2 separate regions of the Mus musculus genome follow, and region 2 is linked to region 1. The links are chromatin contacts, called in public ChIA-PET maps. All regions are on one chromosome and are shown on one strand. Each heading gives the region's core, a stretch centred on a gene start, on an enhancer-like site or on the middle of the called end of the contact. The rest is flanking DNA. Distances are from core to core; before and after follow the strand shown.

Region 1 (3,362 bases), core at 571-3,070:
CACATACACACACACACAGGTGTATTCATGTGTTTTAGGGCCTAAAGATGACACAATTTTTTTTTCTATTGTGAACAAAAATGGAAAACAGTTCCTTTTTAATTGGAGAAACATTGTTGAACTAACTCAATAAACTTCTAATCTCAAAATTTATACTGTCTTTTTTTTTTTTTAAATCTGTTTATAGAGGGCTGGAGCAGTTAAGAGCACTAGCTGCTCGATTCCCAAGCAGCCACACAAGTACTCAGCAGTCTGTATAGTTCTAGGGTATCTGGTACCCTCCTGAGCTCCTCAGGTACCAGATACACAGGTACTATATAGACATACATACAAGGAAAACACTCAGATATAAAATACTTTTTAAAAAAATCTGTTTACATCATGCTGGGCACGATGGTCCGTGTCTTTAATTCCAACACTCGGAAGACAGAACCAAGAGAATCTCTTGTGAGCTCTTGATTTACATAGTCATCCCAGGCCAACCAGGGCTACAGAGTGATGGCCAGTCTCCAAGGGGTGGGGCTAGGGGTGAACACAGCACAAGCAACAAAAACTATGCTACGGAAAAAAAAATCTATCTTGTCCAGATGCCATTCTTTTGAAATATTATTACTGGGTTGAAGTCACCAAACGATCTACTTTGAAAACAAAACAAACTAGGAAGCAATAACCCGTCTGGCAATTGCTGGAACTTACCCCAATGAAGTCATCGCATCAATCATAAGATCAGCACTCTGGCTGAGTCTGTGCCTCAAAATGTCTGACTCAGACATACTCTGCTTGTTGAAACAAGGTCCGACTCATGCTTCCTAATAAAAATAAAATACTATGCAAAGGAGACATTTTCTGAATTTCAATTCACTTCAAATAAAATTCTACCTGCTCTTTATTCTAGAAAGCAGACTTTGGGCTGGGGAATCAAACTGGAGCTTTTGGTTCATGCTAGGCAAACCAGCTATGTTCCTAACGTTTCCTTCAGTAATATGGTAATAACTCGTAAACCTTTACAGAGTGAAGTTTAATCTGTTAGCGTAGCTAGACTTCTTACTGTACGGAAGCCGGTAGCCTATGCAAACAAAACTGTTTACATGGCCATCCTCGTGACTCCGCATGACAAAGCAATCCGAGCAGTTCTGCTCCTTCCTTGTTGATCTCGATGAGGGAAAAGCAACCACACCCAAAACCTCAGAACCTAGTCCTGAGGTTGAGGTTCTAGGATTAACGGGCCCCTTCCCTTCCTTTGCACAATAGACATCCCAATGGGAGAGGTGGGTGAACCCCGGGTACTGAGTCTAATAGGCATTTCTCCTCTTTCCTTCCTTTGTTTGTAGATTGCTGGGGAGGGAGAGAATCTGTAAGTCCGGCCGGGCTCTGGGCTGGGTCTCTGGCTAAATCCTCAGCTTCCAGCCCGGCAGCCACCCCACTCCCACCCACATCTGGGCCCGTGGGCGGCTAAGCCACAAGACAAAACAACTAAAAACACTGGCTACGGAAGCATCAATGCTCATACTGGAGGGGGCCTGGGCGAAGCTAGAGTCCAGCCAGGGGGAGCAGGGTGAGGTCGCAATTCACCCTGTGGCGTAAAGCCGCCGAGCGATGGGTGCGAGAGAACCACGGGGAACTCGGGACGCGGGGTTCCGGACGCGGGAAGAGAAGACGCCCCTCCCCCACCTCAAGCAGGAAACATCAGTATTTCGCTAAGGCGAGCGCCCGCACATGCGCACTCGGTTACTTAGCAACGTCGACGTTAAACTGCCCGAGAACCGAGCCCAGCAACAATCGAGCGGCCCGCGACCTCCACCAATCAGCGTCGGCCTCATCTTTGACTCCTCACCAATCAGCGCTGGCGCCGCAAGGAGGTTTCCAGAGCTTTCGAGGGAGGGCCCTTTAACTTGGATTCATCCGCGTGATGATTTTTTCAATTTTTTGCACGAGAGGAGACGAGACGCCGGGAATACAGTGTCTCTCGTTTGGTAGTACTCTTTTCTTTGGTTCTGAAGAATCGGGAGCTCGGCAAAAACGCCTAATTGGTCTGGGGGAGGTGGGGGCCCGCGGAACTACTTTCGGTGGCGCAGGAAGACAACAGCTACGTAGGAGTGAGCAGTCACGCAACAGACGCTGCATAAATAGCGGCTCGCGCGGCCACTGAGCTCAGTGACGAGAGGCTTTGTCCGGTTCGGCGGTCTTTCTGTGAGGGTGTTTCGACGCGCTGGGCGGTTTGTGCTTTCATCACATTTGTTAACAGGTATTTGTCTACGGCGTTTGAATCATGGGAGGATTTAGAGAGGGGGCTTACGTGGTGCTAAGCGGGCCTTTTTTTTCTTGGGGTGGGGGAGGGGAGCGAGGTGACGTGACGCGGCAACGGGCCTTCCGGGAAGAGTGGGCCTTGGTCGCGTGCGCGGAGCGGGGGCGGCCCTGGCGCGCGCGCCAGGGAGCTTAACGGACGCTTAACCGATGGAGAGTCCATCGTGGTTATTTCAGTGGGGGGAGGCAGAAAAGAGGTACTTCTCACTCGGGCATTGTTTATTACTTGAATTTTTATCGATGGCTTCTGGTCTGGATATTTTTTATTTTCAATTTATCATGTCTATTGTTAGCGAACTTGGATGCCCCGCAGTTGATGAATGTTCCAAATGCCAGTTTAGTGTTTTGGAAAGGTTTAGCAGTTTGAAACCATGACAAAACAGGTTTTATGTTATGACAAAAAGGGGAGGAGTTTTGAGTAGAAGTATTTTGTAGGGAATCGAAGATTTTAGTAGGCTTTTAAATTTTTACCTTTTAAATTCAAGGTCAAAATGCAGATCTTCGTGAAGACCCTGACCGGCAAGACCATCACCCTAGAGGTGGAGCCCAGTGACACCATCGAGAACGTGAAGGCCAAGATCCAGGATAAAGAGGGCATCCCCCCTGACCAGCAGAGGCTGATCTTTGCCGGCAAGCAGCTGGAAGATGGCCGCACCCTCTCTGATTACAACATCCAGAAGGAGTCAACCCTGCACCTGGTCCTTCGCCTGAGAGGTGGCATGCAGATCTTCGTGAAGACCCTGACCGGCAAGACCATCACCCTGGAGGTGGAGCCCAGTGACACCATCGAGAACGTGAAGGCCAAGATCCAGGATAAAGAGGGCATCCCCCCTGACCAGCAGAGGCTGATCTTTGCCGGCAAGCAGCTGGAAGATGGCCGCACCCTCTCTGATTACAACATCCAGAAAGAGTCAACCCTGCACCTGGTCCTCCGTCTGAGGGGTGGCATGCAGATCTTCGTGAAGACCCTGACTGGCAAGACCATCACCCTGGAGGTGGAGCCCAGTGACACCATCGAGAACGTGAAGGCCAAGATCCAGGATAAAGAGGGCATCCCC
Region 2 (3,362 bases), core at 241-2,740, 210 kb after region 1:
ACAATGCCAGCTATTGCCACTGCTCTTGGTTGCTTCCAAGAACTTGACAGCGAGACCCTAGTGCTGAAAACACCATACATTTTGATTATTAGAACATGGAAAAATCAGGTCACCATAGATAGCAAAAAGGTCACCAGATGTCAACAATATCCACTCCAAGTCTTCTGGGGGTGAAAACCAGGTTTTTATTTCCTGCATTGAGGAGGTGCTCGGGTGTGTTTAGCATTCCTGGCTCCCTAGTGCTCAGTGGTTACACGGGCCTTTGTCCCCCCAACAGAGAGCACTTTCTTTTACACATAATAACTTTTATTGGGGTGGCCCCATTTTTTATAGGTCAAAAAATGTGGCTCTGGTCTCAGTTGAAGGAGTGTGGGTGAGGCAGAGAAGCTTCGAGATTCCAGAACAGTAGATGCCCCCCAGACAACGCAGCAGGCAGGAACCAGTAGACCCCGACTTACCAGGGGTCCAATTGCAAACATCCCAGCAGCCATCTCTGCTTCTGCTTTCTGAAAGGGTGGCTGTCCTGCCGAGAGGAATGTAGGGAAGAGTGGTAAACCGTGCAAACCAGTCCTGCCTTAGAAACTTCAGACTCACCACGCAGGAACCCTGAGACAGGGCTCCCATGAGGGAACACAGGGATGAGCCCCATGAAACACAGGGAAGACCCCTGCAACATCAGTGAGATCCAACTTGTCTCTCCCCCCCGCCCCCGGAGATCTAGGGTTCATAAGATTATTAAATGTAGTCACAGCTGGTTGGTCTGACATTGCACAAGCAACTTTAAAAACACATTCTCATTTAATCTTTACACTAATCTGATGGGCATTATTATTCCAATACACAAAATTTAAAAAGTTCTCTAAAGCTGTCTCAAAGAACAAAAGTGGCCAGTGCTAACCACCCTTGCAGCATCTTATCCCTTTAACCAAGACACAAGCCACACAGCTAGACACAGTGTTTAGCCTGTTTGTGACCTGAAGTTTCCAGAAAGAAAAAAGAAAAAAAAAAAAAAAAAAAGACACACCTGTGTTAAAGATTGTACAAACAAGGCGGATCGATTAATAATAAACTTTAGTGATTCTGGAGAACTGGAATGTTGTAGCTCTGCACCCTTTCTTCGTCTACCTGAGTTTGACTTAACATCTACTCTATGAGTATTAGGTAAATTCTTTTAGAAACTACAAGAGTTTCTTCCATCTACTGCACAATTATCAACAGACTTAAGGAGAAACCTCACTTGTGGTTCCCGTATCAGTGCATTTAAAAGTAAAGAAGGAAGGGTGCACGCTCTGGCAGCGCTTACAGCACCCTGGACCAGTCCAGCATGTCCCAACCAATGCACATTATTCTATTCCACGATCGTGCCAGGGAATGACAAATGGCTTAAAAAGGGATCATTTGAAATGGCTTAAAATCAGCCAGCCAGTGCAAGCTGCCCGGTGAAGGAATGCAGCTCAGCTCTCAGGCTAAGCCATCTCCGGTGAGGCTGGCCTTGGATTGTCCACCCTCCTCTCTGACGCGGTCCGCTGCTCCGGCCCGGGTAGGGCTGAGGTCTTGGTGACGCTGCAGCTCTGAAGCTCCGCTCCACCAGAGGGCGCAGGGGAGACCTACAGCATCCCGCCTCTGTGGCCCAGGCCGCTCTCCTCAGGGATGGGAGGGTCCGATAGGCTAGGTCCGGATCGGCCAGGCCGTGCACTCACGAAGGGAAAGCGCACCCCCGTCTGCACCCGGGCAGAAGTACCTGGCGGCCGCTGTGTGCCCGGCAGAGGGCGCTCGGTGAGCACGGAACCGCGCCGCAAGGCGGCCAACGTTAACCTTCATTCAGAGACTCTTCATTTAACCTTCCTCGCGATTAAGAACAGTTTACTGATTATCAACCTTCCGCGCAATCTAAGAAATACAATCACATTGGAATGTTTGTGTCTAGAGGCCACGGCCGTGTCACTCTCTAGCACTAGGAACCTTTGGCAAGATCTTTTCTAAGGTCACCTCTGTGTTGCTAAAGAAAGGCACCCAGAGAGCAGAGAGGCCACCTATAAAGTCTCAGAAGCCAGGAGAGTTGGTGAATGTCCACACTTTGCTTGGCTTTGAATTTCTTGATTGGAAAACTGGCGATATCTATCTACACTATCATTTTTGGTTCTTTAACTTTCCTGACAGGGATGAAAATATGCTAAAGGGGTCTGGTGCCAGCCAGTGGGGAAACTTAGGTCCGGGAAAGAGATTTCACACAGTTCTGACATCATACCGGTCCATCTTCTTTCTACAAGAGACTGGATCTTTGATGATGGACAGGTTCACACTTTGACCAGTCTGGAAGTGTATCCTGGGACTCAGGAACCCAGGAGCCACACTGCTCAGAGGGGAGAAGGTTATCCCGATGGAAGAGCATCCCGAGACACCCGGCCCAGGAACCACACAGCTCTGAGAGGAAGTCTCCTCAGCAGAGGCATTGCAGCTCCCAGGAGAGGGTCTCCCCAGCTGAGCCGAGTTGCTCACGAGGCTCACTCAGCCTTGCTCCCCTTTTCTCATTCTTCCCTTCTCTTCATTGCTTCTTGGCTGCTTCTGATAAGAGAGTCCCACCAGACAGCAAATCTCAGGAAAGAGATCTAGTGGAAGGATGAATCCAGGGAGACGAGGGACAAATCCAGGGGTGGCTGCCACTGCTCCCAGGAGTGGACAGCAAGAAGTTGAACCAAGAGCAGGGTTTACACAGCTAGGGGCGGAGCTTTTGGGGGGCGGGAGGAGAACCCCCACAGAGATTTCCGGATTGAGGATTGGTAGGATTTCAAGTCCTGAGCTTGGGGGAGCTCAGGGATTGGTGGGTTTCTCTGTTCAGGGATTGGTAGCTTTTTTCAGCCCTCTTTCCCTGCGTTGGGCCCAAGGGTTAGGATGGGAAGATCTTCCAGGCCACAGGCCACACAGGTTGAGGTGCCATCAATGTGCGGCTGAGCTGTTTTTTGGAAAGGCTGGAGAGGAGGTGCTGCTCCCTGGACAGCTCCTGTGATCGCTGCAGGCTGAGGCAGGAAAGGAGTTGCGACTGTTTTTACAAGTGGACTACAACCAGAACCATTCTCTATTTAAACTTAAACATGTCAGGACCCCGAAGATGATCTTGGGGTACGGGTGTCACTAGACTTTTATACCTTTTCCCAATGTGGTCACATTGTGTCTGTATGTTGCGGGAATGCCACTAGAGCTCTTTATTTGTTCTCATGTGACTGCATCGAATAGATCCCACTGGCCTCTTCCCTCCACAGGTTCAAATGGGGCAGGCTAGAGCCAGAGGCCTCTTAAGAATTTCATCTTTCAACTCACTGTAGCGGTGCCAGCGATCCGTCCCACAAGTATTCATTTTAATT

Evidence for each region. ChIA-PET counts read pairs in DNA pulled down with a chosen protein or histone mark.
Region 2: an RNA polymerase II ChIA-PET map of memory CD8 T cells shows a contact between it and region 1, with 36 read pairs. The contact joins the promoter of Zfp286os here to the promoter of Ubb in region 1. A contact is called at or near these places in 1 of 115 datasets of contacts at active chromatin or transcription factors (memory CD8 T cells) and 3 of 9 other capture datasets (adipose tissue, liver and pancreatic islet).

Annotation. Positions count from the first base shown.
Region 1 is chr11:62,549,351-62,552,712 of GRCm38.p6, forward strand. It overlaps Ubb (ubiquitin B), which reads left to right and starts at 1,821. Exons shown (of 2, transcript NM_011664.4): 1 at 1,821-2,245; 2 at 2,790-3,362. The coding sequence starts at 2,796.
Region 2 is chr11:62,755,330-62,758,691 of GRCm38.p6, forward strand. Zfp286os (a long non-coding RNA gene) reads left to right here and starts at 1,491. Exons shown (of 3, transcript XR_879919.3): 1 at 1,491-1,776. It also overlaps a transcript of Zfp286 not described here.